Linked DNA regions of Drosophila melanogaster: region 2 is linked to region 1. A link is a contact called in public HiChIP or PLAC-seq data. All regions are on one chromosome and are shown on one strand. Each heading gives the region's core, a stretch centred on a gene start, on an enhancer-like site or on the middle of the called end of the contact. The rest is flanking DNA. Distances are from core to core; before and after follow the strand shown. Region 1 holds the start of Kebab (Kinetochore and EB1 associated basic protein). Region 2 holds the start of CG4259.

Region 1 (7,208 bases), core at 1,431-3,930:
GACGTCCTTGCTGCAGGACCTCTAAATTAATGCCAATCCACAAGTCTTGCACAACTTAGCCTTCTGTCTAGCAGCTACTCTAAAACTAGTTCAATACCTTATCCAAAAATGTGTCAATTATACTGATACAACTTTTTTTAATGGTTAATATTTCACAAAATCCATTTGGCTACGAAATGAAAGTGACTCCTTAAGTATTATTTATTCCGCTTGATATGGAATCTATACATTGGTATGACAATAATGGCAACTTTAAATAACGAATGGAAAACTCAAAATATACCAATGAAATGGTAGTGCAATTTAAAATATTTTGGCAAATCAAAGCTAAGCTGCTTAACTTTGCAGCTATTTCCATTGACTTAGTGTAGCCAGGCTGCCGATGACTCATTTAAATGTCAATTACACGAACTTAAATCCAGGCCAGGATGTTGCCGAGACTTTCAGTTGATAAATTCAATTAAATAAATCTGTGAAATACAGGAGGACTACTAAGCCAGGAGCTTAGACGGTGGGTTCGGGTGTTCAACTTACGCAACACGCAAATATTTGCTTAAATTAACTGGCATTCAATGAGGGATGTGGCTTATGTTCGCCTAAGGGCTTCCCTGGGGCGGCTTAATGTTTAGCTGTAGAAGATTTGAATAATTATCCTCATACAGCCGCTGCAGTTGCTTCATACGTTCGTGCAACTCCTCCTCCTTTGGATTATCGTTCAAATGTAATTGGGTTAGAAGGCCGATATTTCTGTTTCTTAAAACCACACAGTCGGCCAAGTCTTGTATTTGGTCATTAAAGGCTTCGATGCATTGCTTGTTAGCCTTACAACAGCGTTTTAATTTTATCTTGGCGAGGCTTACGAGCTCGGAGAACTCCTGGAGACGCAGGCGTTGCAGTTGGAGTTCATGGAGGGTCTCTTTTTGAAAATCCAGGAGTCTGACGAAGTCCTGATTCCCATCGCGCTCCGTAACTTTATCCATGTCCTTGGATACGGGGGATTCCGGCATCAGAGATTCTTGGTAATTGTTTAATCTTTCTTTCTCTATTTTTATGTTTTCAAACTTCTGTTGCAGGCTCATTACATCATAGGATGTACCAGATGCCGATGCAAGTTGTTCAATTCTCTGCTTTTCAGAAACAACGGGGAGCGCACACATGCCTTCTCCTTTTCGATGTTCGAGGACATCCAGCAAGAAATTGAGTAATTCCAGCACATGGGCGATGGCTTGTGTGCTGTTCGGCGTTTGAAGCCAGCTTTTGTTCACCTTTTTGGTGTACTGCAGCTGCTGCAGTGCCTCCACCATCTGCTGCACATAGCAATCCCTGCTAAGATGCGAAAATGTTATCCCATTAAAGGGTAGGAGGCGCACTAGTTGTTTCACAAAACCCGAGATAAGCTGACGTAACTGGTAGTCAGTCTTTTTCCGCCATTCCTTGCCAATCTTTTCCAGCTCCCGCCGCAGCCAGTCAGTCCCCAGCTCAGTTTTGAAGTCCAACTTTCGCTTTGAGGTGGTCAGCTTGATTCCTTTGTCGGATTCGTGAAGCCTTTTCGGATCCTTGGGGTACGAAAATCCCATCTGTGGCACTAGAAGCCTGCTCGATGTAAAGCTACTCCTTGGTGGCTTTGTTTTTAGGCGGTCAATAGAAGTTGATGCCAAGCGATTGGTTATAGACTCCTGGCGCTCCCGTTCGAGGATCAATTTTGGACGGATAGGCTGTGGCTCCGAGGATGGTATGCATGTATGGCTGTTAAATAGCAGAAAACATGAGATGATATCGACTAGGTTGTTTTTAGCAGGGAAAGCTGCGTCAAAAGCCATTTTTGTTTTTTAGTAGCATTTTAATATTGACTGGGATATGGAATTGATTGGCTATTCAATAGACAGCATTTTAAAACTTAAATAATGGAAGCGGTATTTTAATGCACAATTCCTTTAGAAATATCCTTAACACACCTCTTTGAAAGTTCTTGGTTTTCCTTTGGATTCCTCTGGGACGGAATTTTCGTGGCAGGAGTTCCTTGATGCTTGGACCTAAGATCCTCCAGAAGTTCCTTAGCACGTCTTGGACGAGGTTCCGAAGCGGGTATAGTTTTGTTGGTACGGCTACTGAGAATAGCAATGAAGTTGATTAGAACTTGGGTCATTGGAATTTCACTTTACCGGAACTCTGGTGTTTTGGGTCCTTCCCAGGTCCGCTGCCTGTTCTGGGAAGCTAACAATGAGTGTTTTGGTGGTACTTTGGAAGCAGAGGAAGATCGATATAGTGATCGCTCCAGGCGCTGTAGCAATTGTTTCGGGCGCTCCAAGCCGTAGTCGGCATCGGTAACGAATATGGAAGGTATCCGCATCTCTGGGTGTTTGGGGCTCTGGCAGTTGCGTGGGGTTAGATATCCTTTTGCGGGGGTGCACCTACTGGACCTTTGTCTCTCCAGCAATTCCTTTGTACGCAAGGGGGAGCAGCACCCTGGAGTTCTAAGCAAGGATGTCGAAATTAGTATGTGAGAAAACATGGACTTGTTGCCAAACCCACCGCATATCTGGCGATTTAGCCATACTACTCATTTTTCAAGCAATTAATGTAAGTGTTTTTAATTTTCCTCAGGATATTTACACTTTTTAAATTTGAGCAATAACAACAAGCCAGTGACAACAAATGCTCAGATGTAAGTGACATGACAGCATCTGGCAACGCTGCCACAGAAGAGGATACAAGTGGCAGCACTCGGCGATCAGCTGTGGCAGCAGGGAAAGGATCGATTAAATTATAAAACCAAACGGTTTTTTAAAACCAAAAGTGAAATCGATTCGTGCTCATTCACCAGGCGGCTGAAAATAAGTGGCACTCGCCAGCAATTACTAGCAGCGCCCACCGCTACCTTTATTAACTTTAAAACTGCATCCATTGGCAAGGCGACCCGGGCGGTGAGAACATAAATCATGGATGAAAGTGAAAATTGGTTGCACCTACCACGAGCACGGGTTCCCAGGTTCCCAGGTGGGCGTCGAAAGGTGCCGCGTCCGCCGACCCACGACCCCGCCCATTTGCGGCGTAATTACGAAACAATACACGCGTCGGAAGAGAAACCAGCAGGAGGCCAGCCAGGAATGAAGAGGCAGAGGAGCCGCCAGGCGTCCGGAACATGGAGCTCGGAGCCATGAGTCAGAGGGCCGCAGTAGCATAGCCCCAATCCCCAGAGCTTCGCGAAGGTGTTATCTGCGGGGCCCCCAAGTAAGCACTTTAAAAAATGTATGGTCACATATGTATACCCCCAAAAGGATGGAACCCCAAATTTAACCAGAAAATAGTTTAAGCACCATTTTGATAGGATCTACCAGCAAAATCCTCTCAGTGCATCGCCACCTGTACGCTGTGTAGTTTTCCTGTTTTGACTGCTGTGTTTTTGCAATTTAACCGCAATAAATAATGGAGCAGCTTGTTAAATTTGAGCGCCCGCCCACCAGGAGGCGCTGCAAAAATGTAGGTTAGACAGCCCAGGATAACGATAGTGATGTTGGTGGTTATGATGGCAATGATGACGGGGATGATGATGGCGATGTTATCAGTGGCCATTTCACTGGCTGACCGAAACGAGACTCGTTTGGTGTGGAAATGCGATTTTTACATATGTGATATAGATTTTAATTGCGGGGCATTAAAATGCAAGTGGCGGCCAAAAATGCGCTTAAAATAATTACATTTATTGCCGCATCGCCGATTTGGCAGCCGACTAAGCGAAAAGCAACCGCAAATGTCGACACAGCAACGCCAAGTATCAAGTATTTCATCCATCGGCCGTGTATCACTAAATAATTTTGCATTTATTTTATATAATACAGTACACATTGCATTAAACTAAATAAAATCTATTTAATATATATATATATATTTAATATGTACTCGTACACAATCAACCCTATATACGCCGCACCTCCTAATCATCCGATTTGTCTTAGTCCGCACTTTTGTGTAGCGTAGTTAATATACGAATCGCCTTTAGTTTTGTTAACAATTATTGCTATTTGAATTCATTATTGGTTTAAGTGTATTCTCGTGTTTGTCGTTTAAAATCCTAACGTATTTTGTTTGTTTGTTTGCGGTGTTTCAAGTTCTCACTTCTCACGATGTCTGCGTCGTTAGTGTGGATATACATATTTAAAATATAGTTTCTATTTAAAGTTCTGTGTATGCTCGATAAACAATTGAACAGCTAAAACAGTTTGCCAGTACACCAAACTCAGCTCGTCAACAATTCGAATTCGGTCGAGTAAACTATTTACAGTGGAGCGTATCAATATAAATTCACCAATTGTGGTTAAAAACATGCAAGCCGGGGCTCGTTGTACAATTGAACTAGAAGCAATCAGAGTGCAATCTTATGGCGAAAACGTAACATTTAGTTGCGATTGCTAGACAGTTTGATGTGATCCAAACGGATGGATGCCCTAAGCAAGCCCAAGTTCAAATTTGAATATATTCTGGGAATGGCGGTGCTTAAGTTCTTAAAGGCTTAGCTGAAGCTAAACGGTAGGTGGTTTTATTTATCGGCGTAAAACAAGGATCCAAAGAAATGTATGACAATTACATTTGAAGATAGATGGTCGTAAGAAATATCAACAGAAGCGAATCAATCAAACTTTGTCTTAAATTTACACAGGAGAGTTATGCAGTGGATAAATTATGCCTAACAAATTATAAATATCTCTAAAATAGGCTCTCAATACATTCATACATAGATTGTTCTCAAGTTTCGTGCACTTTTAACAAATATCTCGTGTGATATCGGTTGCGAACATAGGAATAGACAGACAGAAGTGTGTGTTTCGTGTTTACAGTATACAGTAGTAATACATACGTATGTAATAATAATAATAACAGTAACTATTTAACGCAACGTGGTCGTCAAATGGAAAGGGGGAGGGGACGGTAAAGCAGGCGCTTAACTGGAATTAAACATTAATCAACAAACCGACCACAAATCGACTGCCACTCATTCCTGGCAGAAGCCCTCAGTCTCCTCGATGGCAAAGGTCAGCTTCTCCACCAGCTGATCGTAGCTCTTGTACGGCGGCAGGTCCAATCGATTGAAGCAGGTGTGCGAGCGCGGCAGCCACGTCTCCTTGCCCACCTTCTCGATGCAGAAGCGCTGCGGCCCGTTGGAGCCCATCAGCTCGGCGAATCCTCCGACCGGCACGCGACACGTGCCCGTCACAAACTGCAGCAGGCGAGCTCGCTTCTCGTTATCCGTCTCGCGAACAAACTGTGGAGCCAATTATCCGGATTAGCGAATGGAAAGGGCACAAAGAACACAAAGGAACCCACCTGCCAGAACCAGACAACTTGCTTGGAGTTGCGGTTGTAGTGCCTGTAGATGGTGTTGCGCTGCCAGTCCTCCACGTCCACGTCCTGCATGCCGCACAGAATAAGCTCCAGCTCGCGCTCGTCAAAGTACTTGAGCCATTCCAGGGGCACCACCTCATTGAAGCCTTCCAGGAACGTCTTTGTCTGCTGCTCAATGCCACTGCAATAGGAATCAGTTAATACCGAGTCAAAAATGACACCCATATTGACAACATATTGTCGTTTATCAAGTAAAATGCATACCGTGTCATCCGCCACTCCGTCATGAGGGTGATGTACTCCTCCTTGTTCTCCTCCGTGACGCGCTCCTTTTCCCCGTTCTCCTTCAACTCATGATGGATTATCTGACCGAGCACTTCGAAGTCCACGCTAAACCAGAGCTCCAATCCACACTCATCGATGTTGTTATCTTTTACCCAGATAAGTGAGTTGTAGAACTCCGGATCGATCGTTTCGATGTCCTTGATGGTCAACTTCTTGTTCAGCATGCGCTTGTAAAATGGCATTGTGAATCCACTGTAGATAAACCTTCCATGATACAGGGCCATCGCAATAAAGCGACCGATGAACTTGAAGTACTGCAGGTGATCGGGGTTCACGTACGAGGCGGGATTTATCTGCAGGCTGTAGTTGTTCTTGTTCGCGTACTCAAACAAGCAGTACATGGGATTCAGAACCTCGTGGGAGAGCAAGAAGAACCACTCGCGAGATACACCACCATAATCCAGTCCCTCCTCGCCGCGGAATATGATATAGAGCCGCCTTCGCAGTTCGTAGGCTGGCAGACGCATGATCTGGTGGTATGAATCCTCGAACAGGGTTTGTCGCGTCACCGTGATCTTGATGTGCGATGGCAAAGCGTTGCTCTGGCACAAGTACCGGAACTGCGACAGCTTCCAGCGGAAGCTGCGTTCGTAGGCGCGTGGCACTCCGTACACTCCCTTGGCGCCCTTCGGAGCACCGGGTCGAGGATCTTCGAAGGTGGTTCGTCTCGTGTTGTGATCTACGAAGAAGCGCTCACCGGCGGCTGTATAGCGGATTTCCCAGCCGGGTGGAAGCGGGCCCTCGTTGATCAAGCTCACCTCCTGGCCCTGCGTGCGTGGATCCTCCCACTGGGTGGTTCGGTTCTTGTGGTTAACAAAGTACACTCTGTTGTCCGATTGGATCTGCGTAAGGATTAAGTAAATAAAGGAACGAGTTAAAATAAATACTTTTTCTAATCTAGACAAACGGCTTTACCTTCTTCTCCCAGCCATCTGGTAGTGGACCCAGTGCATCCTCGTCGTCCTGCGTCACCTGGGCTGTCACCGCCGTTGGTTGCTGCTGCTGCTGGGAGTACAGGTATCGCTGGTTGCCTTGAGACACGACGTGGGCCCGCTGACCCTGCCAGTGCTGGAAGTGCATCAGACGCTCACTGTTCGGCCGCTGCCAGGTAGTTTTTCTTGTGTTGTGGTCTACGTAGTAAACTCGACCGCGCCCATCCTTCCTGATCTCCCAGCCCGGGGGCAGCGGTGTCGGTTTCTCCCAGTATGTGGATCGTGTATTGTGATCTACGTAGTATCTGCGACCGTACTGGTCCAGACGGATTTCCCACCCTGCAGGCAGCGGCTCATCATCCGCTGGTTGTGTCTGCAGTTGCGGATCTGTGCTTTGGCTCACGGGCAGTCCAACTCCTGGCTGTTCAATTGGTGGGCCTGCTACTCCAGGTGGTCCTACTGCTGCTCCTCCTCCAGCTGGCAAATAAACAGCAGCTGGTTGTGTATTCTCTGGCAGCGCTCCGTACACTTGGGTTAGAGGACGAGCTAGTGCGGGAGCTGGTGGCTGCTGAGGATACGGAGCTGTCTGCG
Region 2 (7,208 bases), core at 2,371-4,870, 84 kb before region 1:
GACTATTCACCCCGCTGAACTTTCTTCAATTTGCATAAATTGGTTTAGAGACCGATGGACGCCAAGTTGTCTTCAATTAACTCTAAGTACCAATCCACGCACAACAACAGCTGTTTAAGTATCCATAAGATACAATCGTCGTCAGTTCATATATTTCTATTTAGATGGTTGCGTGAGCTAATTGCATGTGGGGGGACAACTAAACAAAATCGGGCCTATAAAAGTTCCACAACCTGAAAGAACTTATATATACATACGTACATATATATATATTTGAGAACGAACAAAAACCGAAATGGTAGCCAAAATAAAAATGAGAGAGGAAAAATGGGGGAAATTTTCCTTGATATTTTTGTCAGTTGGTTGTTGTTAATAACCTTTGATTGACCTTGAAAAAATGTGTGCCGACGCCGTGACGGTATCCACAATTTAGTTGAATTGAAAATATTTATCACCCAAAAGTGTATATAGCTCGAACTTCTAGTCGCCAAAATTGCTCGAGTCAATGGAAAATTAATAGATACATTTTGGTGGGCTTGAAATTGAAAGTGATTTAAGCTGACATTCAGCAAGGACAAAAATGTTTAGCAGCCGATGCTGACAAATTTGCAAATGGAAAGCTCACGCTTTGGGCACGTGTTTGGATACATGTACATATGTATGTATATACATATATTGTGTATCTGATGGATGTGGCTAAAAGGGGGCACTTATTATGCACCCTTGCCCTACTTAAACTGCATCGCCATGGCCCCAGGAAAACTTATTACTAAAAACTCATCAATATGTTTGGATAGAGCTACTTCTATAGTAGCTCGGCGACAGCTGCTAAATGCAGAGCTATTTTTAAGCTTTTGTTGCTTCGTCAGCTGGCGGGGAAAATTGTCAAGTGGGCGCGTAAAAAGGGGGTGGCTGATAAATTCGCCGGCTTTTTGCAGCACCTCTGCAATTTGTTGCAGTGAAAGTGTCACACCTTTTTTTGGCGCTACTTCTTTGGCATTGATCCCATTGCAGTCTTTGCTTTTTGGCAATTTCGCGAATAATTAAATGAAACGAAACAATTATGTAGTAGCAAAACAACGAAAGCGTGGGAAATGCAGTAAAAGCCGAAATTTCAAATAAACAGTGAGCATTCGGAAATTTTTAGAATTTTAGAAAATAAGGATTAAAATAGGATTATGAAATGTTGCATGGAATATTCATTTATAATAATAAAAGACATAGTGGAAATACTTGGGATAAAAGCAAAACTGCTTCAGTTATTTATGAATACGTTTATCGTTTCCCATTTAATTTTTAGTTTTTTTTTTGGCTGAGTGTTCACTGTAAATTCGTTGGCCAAAGCGCATCGGGGAATAAATCAGCAGCGAATAAAAGAGAATGGAGCAGGCCGAAAAAAATGTCGTAATAGCCAAAGAAATTTAGGAAAAAATATTTCAAAGGAAATTATTTCAAAAGTTTTGGTTGCCGCAGGAAGGGATAATCAGGCCTAAGAACTCCAGAGCCCGGATAAAGTTAGGTTAGGTGGTCCGACCACTTCTTTTTGGAAAATTCCACGGACTAAATCAATAAGTGGGTGGCCTGGATGGGCGCGGAACTCACCTTGGGATCCTTCTCGTAGTAGTGCTGCTGCGTGCGAATCCAGCGGCCCACCATGTTGTCCTTGACGGTGTTGGCCAGGGCGAAGTAGTAGTCCCTCAGGGTGGACACATTGCGATCCTTGACCAGGGTGTAGTGCAGGTGGCGATTGAAGTTCTTCTTCACTTCGGTGACATTGCCCACCTCGGCGATCCCGCGCACCGAGATCTGTTTGCGCCGATCGGCGTCGGATTGGGGCTTCGACATGGTGTCCTAGTTATGTATGTCCCTTCTCTGTGGCGGCTCTATATAGTTCTCTGATTCCGTTGCGTGGGTGCGCGTGTGTGTGTGGCGTAGACCCGTTTGCGTGTGCGACAGCGAAGAGGAGACGGAGACTATAGACACAACCCAGACCTGAACCTGAACAGACGACCGTTCGCAGCAAAATCCGGAGCGATTCTCACTTTATACTTTCGGCATACTTTCGGAGATAGCTTTTGCGCCAGAGCTTTTCTCTCAGCGTGCTGCTCCCCTTGTAAACAACTCCCAGCGCACAGTGGGTGCGCTGGGTATCAACTGCTACGAATTATCATCTAGGGGATATAATACAACAATATAGGTTGTTTTTTAACTATACAACTAAATATTAAATTTTCGATTTTTATATTAATCATTTAAGAATGAAAATTTTGTATATTTCAATAACAGATAATAACTTTTATCAGTATATTTTGACCATATCGCCCACTGTGCGTTGCTGATGCAGCGGTTCTTATCTCGCCGGTGCATTTTGCTGTCTCTCTCGCACTTTAGCTATGCTGTATTCCTGCACTGCTCCCTGTGCTCTCGCTCGCTCACTGCCTCTCTCTCACTGGCGCTCTCTTTTTGCCCCAGTCACCTTGTGCGAAGGTCATACATGCGTATTTGTTGTTTATTTTCTGTTTTTGTTTCATCTTGAGGCATTTGTATGCTTTGGAATAGAACGGGTGGCGCCCCCATGAATCGGGTTTGAGCTTTTTGAACCGACGGCTGTCAAATTGAAGCTTTTAACCATCTGTTGAGTGCGGAGAATCGTGGCGGGCTGGATATTGGAGATGCCAACTTGCTAGGAATTCAAACTTTACCAATCTTATGGATACTTTTGTATCTAAGAGATACTTTTAAAATCTGATGCTTTTGTATCTTACAGATATTTTGTGTTTTATATATCTCTTTGGGTACATTCGTATCTTGAGCTTTAAGATTTACGTACTGATATTCTAAAACAAGCGTTTTCAAAAATGTTGTCACAGAATTGATCTATTTAGAAAGCGCACTGAATATATGTGCTCTGCTGTGCCTCACTCGACTTGTGCAACAAATGCTAATCACAGGACAAAGGGCATCTGCAATTCTATCCGAACAATTCAGTTATTCCATTTCTTGTTTATTACTTCCCATAATGGCACTCCCATGTTCAACTACTTGGGAATGCATGCGGAAAAGTCCTTGAAAGGAGGGTAAAGGGGGGGGGTAACATTGCAAAGGACCAAGGCGCCGCTTGTTTCGTGAGCTCACCATTTGTTCGGCTATTTCGTAGCAAATGAAAATGATTAGCACATTTGGCAGGAGGAAAGTGAGAGCAAACCTTTTGGACATCTGCCAAGTGGGCTGCCATCGAAGTGAACGCCATCATTCATAAGCTTGTCTGCTAAAAATTTAAAACTTAATTGGAATCTGCTGCCTCATTCTGCCAACCGTGCGCTTGTTGACTCCTCGCACATATGTATGCGCTATTCAACTAGTTTTTGTTATGTTTTCTTTTCATTTTTTGTATTCAGCTGCGAGTATTATGAAAAAGTTACACTTAGGCGAAAGAAAAGTTCGCTGAGAGAAATTAGACTGCATTTGCTTGGATCGTTGTGAAATAATATAACGAATGCTGCGAATATTTTTTATAATACAAGTGATTTATCTCAAAATACTTTGTGGAATTCTTAAAACGACGCATTTTACTGATAAGCAGAGTGCTGAGTTCGCAGGGTAAGTTCTAAGTACTCGATTTCATTTTGATTCGAACACTCGTTGCGGAATGTCGCTATACTTTGCGTTTCTCACGACACTGATAATCAGCCTTGTGAATAGTCAATACTTTAACTACAATCAGGTTAGTTTATATAATACTTGTACATAGATATAAAAAATACTGAAATGGAAATACGCATGCAGATACGACGTGAAACATATGGCAGTAATCCCAGAGCGACATTTCCCTGGGTGGTTTCTGTGCTCGACCAGAGGGATTGGCTGTTTCGCTATATAGGAGTGGGATCTCTGATTAATCCAAATGTGGTCCTTACTGCCGCTCATATTCTGAATGGAACAACCAAGTATGATCTGGTGGTGCGAGCTGGCGAATGGGATACCTCGACTACGGCTGACCAGCAGCACGTGGATCTCGAGGTGCTGAATATAGTCTCCCATGAACAGTTCAACAGATTCAATGCCGAAAACAACATGGCGTTACTCATTCTGGTATCCGCATTTGAGATGACAGCCAACATTAATTTAATCCCATTGTACCTACAAGAAGCTGGTATTCAAAAAGGATCCTGCTTCTTCAACGGCTGGGGAAAAGTATATTTGAACTCGACGGACTACCCCACCGTTCTCAAGACGGTCCAGGTCGATCTTTTGAGCATGGGTATGTGTAGCTCTCGAAAGCTGCCCATCCAGCAAATCTGTGGGAAAGGTCTGGAAGGCATAGATTGCAGTGGAGACGGTGGGGCTCCTCTGGTTTGTCGGATACTTACATATCCATATAAGTACGCACAGGTGGGCATTGTGAACTGGTTAAGTCAAAAGCCTGTCGAAAATACATTCATCGTCTTTACGAATGTAGCTGGTCTGCTCCCTTGGATTGACTACCATTTAAGACTTGAAGCGAACTTTCGTCCCAGAAGTTGAAAACTAAAGCCTTAGGCAGTTAGCCAGTTATTTATTAAATCTTTATTCGGAGAATCAGAAAAGAGAGCAAATAGTTATCTGCAGTTATTTCCTAAATAAAATGTGGCCTGTGTCCAATCACAAACATTCTACCACGAAAATTTATATATACATTCTGAGTAAAAATACTATTTCATTATCAACTTAAGTCGCTCAATTCAACATAATCAGTTCAAGAAGTGCTGTGCAAGTATTATTTTATTACTTCGTACCATAAACTTTGTTGCTGCGCAACACGGCGGATGCGCGATGTTCATTGAAAATGCTTTTTATATTCCTAGAAAAATAACTTGTAAATATTGTATTGTGCCTCGTTTTTTCGCCAAGTGTACAACGCAAGCAGAAATAATCTCGGCTAAAAAATCGCATTTAAAAGATGGCAGGTAGCTGAAATCTGGAGAGGTGGCCAGGAGTTTTGTGGGTGAAACGGCGTTCAAAAGTTAAAGTGTTGCCATTTTTCATTTTTTGCACGCTACTTGTTTGTTGTTTTTGGCTTGTTTGTTTGTTTGTCGCTCCACAAAGGCGAGTGTGTGTGTGTGGGAGCAACCAACACAAGCACACGAAACATATGAGAGTTGCGTTTGCCCTGTGAAAAAAAGAGCGATTCGAGTGCTTGTTAGAAAGAGTGCGAGTGCGGTGGGAAAGGGACGCCAGATGGATGGGGCATACGAGTGTTTGCATGTGTGAGTGAGATCCTGAAACTCGTTTTGCCGCTAATTGGATGCTGAAGGTGTCCTCCGCGTGAGTGTGTGTGTGTTTGTATGTGTGTATGGCTGCGGTCATGTATCTGTGTGTGTGACGTCCGGAGTTGAAGTTGCCAAACATCATTAACAGCAGACCGACACGCCCAACGCCCACGAACTTTCACACTTAAACACACATGTATTTGCACCCTGTTTTTCCAAATTAATTCATTGCAAAAGGAAAGCCATATTTTAAATATCTGAATAAATGAATATATTTTAAAATGTGGTGAAAAAAGTGTTTTTTTAGTACATCTGTCTTGTGTTATGTGTATTAACTATTAATTTCTTTTTTGGAATGATAGATTATTTTCTGCAGTGCACCGGCTGTCTGAAGCCGAAAAAGGCGCTGCCTCAATAATTACAATTTTTTGCGCTGCTGCCGCCGTACTACTGCCTTTGCAGCCAGTTCTGCTGATGAGATTAAAGTTTTGGCATAATGATGTCTCATTAAATTAAATGGCAGCATTTGCAAACAAAACTGATGTAATTTGCCCGCCGTAGTTGTCTGATTAATGTGGCCTGGCACTCGACTGAAAGGCGGAAAAGCCGGGAAATGGATCTCCGCGCCGTAAACTCTTTGGCTTTTTTGACTCGGCCGTAATTCGCTTTTTTGGGCCAGTTCAAGTGTTTGCCATAAAATTGTGTATAAATATCAATATTGGAGGAGTGCCCAGTGAGCTCCAGGTGCCCTCGCATACACACAAATTGATATTGAATTACAATAAAATCTGCATTTATCAAAAGTTCTCACGCACACAAGCTCACCTGCGCACACGTACGGCACACACATGCAACAGTTGTAAGCCGGCATTTGTATGCGTGGCATTTGGTAAAGTTTAACCCTTCTTGTTGCCCGCGCCGTAAGAAAATCAATCAGCAGTGCCTTTAATACACTAATTTCCAATTTATGTTTAAGCTCCATTGCTTTATGAAAGGGAATGTACAACAGGAAGTAACCTAAGCAGCTGGTCGGAAAACATAAATTGAGGTGATACACCCACGCTCTCGGAAAACTTCTAAACAGGATCGGAAGAGGGACCTTCAGGATGGCCTCCCAGTGGGAAAATTTAGGGGCAAGCGCGGCCATTATGAGCTACTTAGCAACCGATTTGTGCAGCACTTGCCGCACCTCACGCACACATAAGCACTCCGCCGATGGCATTAGTGTGAGTCTGTAGGTGAGGTGGGGAAAAAAAGCGGACCCAAATCGCCGAGGATTTGAAGGTTTCAGGTTTCCTGAGAGAGAGAGAGAGCATCTTGTGGCATCGGCGGCGTTTGTTGAATTGAAATTGCTTAATTTAGCAGATAATTTGGCCAACAAATTGTTTTCTGTCCCCCCTAGAAAAACAAACACATATTCAGGGAATGTAATTAGCTCGCTTCCTGTTTTTGTTTGCCATTGCTTTTGTGGCTTTGTTCGAACGCTACAAACACTCCCATGTGGCTATTTGTATGCGATTTATGGAACCAACTTGGATCCGAGCAACTTGGCACTATTGTTGCGACAACTATTCAATTACCCCCCCCTCTTCGACCAGGCCACTTTCACTCCCCAACTTCGACAAGTGCCCCCAAAGTCAGTGTTTAATTGGGTTCCCCTTTTGTCCGGATTGCAGTTTTATGTTTAACAATACGTGGACTTTGATTCCCAGCTTCGGGTCAACTTGAAGCACTGCGAGAAAATACGCCTTAGTGGACTTACCTCTTCTTTTGGCCAGTGTACCTTGATTAGGTGCGTCAAGTGGTCGAGTAATTCAAATTTATGGAGCATTTATGGAGTTGTCGGGCAATTGAAAGTCATATTTTCCACAGGAATCGGGTTAATTGACGTTATAATTGTCTTAATTGTTAGAATAAAACTGGCAATCAAGACAATTTGGCAATGATCCCAGCTAATTA

What was found. HiChIP or PLAC-seq counts read pairs in DNA pulled down with a chosen protein or histone mark.
Region 2: a contact with region 1 is called in an H3K27ac HiChIP or PLAC-seq map of the Kc167 cell line, with 8 times the contacts expected there. The contact joins the promoter of CG4259 here to the promoter of Kebab in region 1. A contact is called at or near these places in 21 of 107 Hi-C or Micro-C datasets (the Clone 8 cell line, the D17-c3 cell line, the Kc167 cell line and 9 more) and 4 of 6 datasets of contacts at active chromatin or transcription factors (the Kc167 cell line and the S2 cell line).

What each region holds. Positions count from the first base shown.
Region 1 is chr2L:2,040,966-2,048,173 of dm6, reverse strand. Kebab (Kinetochore and EB1 associated basic protein) reads right to left here and starts at 2,680. Exons shown (of 5, transcript NM_164451.2): 1 at 2,533-2,680; 2 at 2,163-2,474; 3 at 1,956-2,105; 4 at 535-1,746; 5 at 120-470. The coding sequence starts at 2,564. The coding sequence ends at 597. It overlaps Su(dx) (Suppressor of deltex), which reads right to left. Exons shown (of 7, transcript NM_164448.2): 4 at 6,601-7,208; 5 at 5,605-6,527; 6 at 5,323-5,521; 7 at 3,802-5,260. The coding sequence ends at 4,991. It overlaps lncRNA:CR45298 (long non-coding RNA:CR45298), which reads left to right and starts at 2,793. Exons shown (of 1, transcript NR_124025.1): 1 at 2,793-3,657.
Region 2 is chr2L:2,125,649-2,132,856 of dm6, reverse strand. It overlaps CG4259, which reads left to right and starts at 3,620. Exons shown (of 2, transcript NM_001272975.2): 1 at 3,620-3,724; 2 at 3,787-5,548. The coding sequence starts at 3,650. The coding sequence ends at 4,524. Glyp (Glycogen phosphorylase) reads right to left here and starts at 2,044. Exons shown (of 4, transcript NM_164453.4): 1 at 1,603-2,044. The coding sequence starts at 1,845.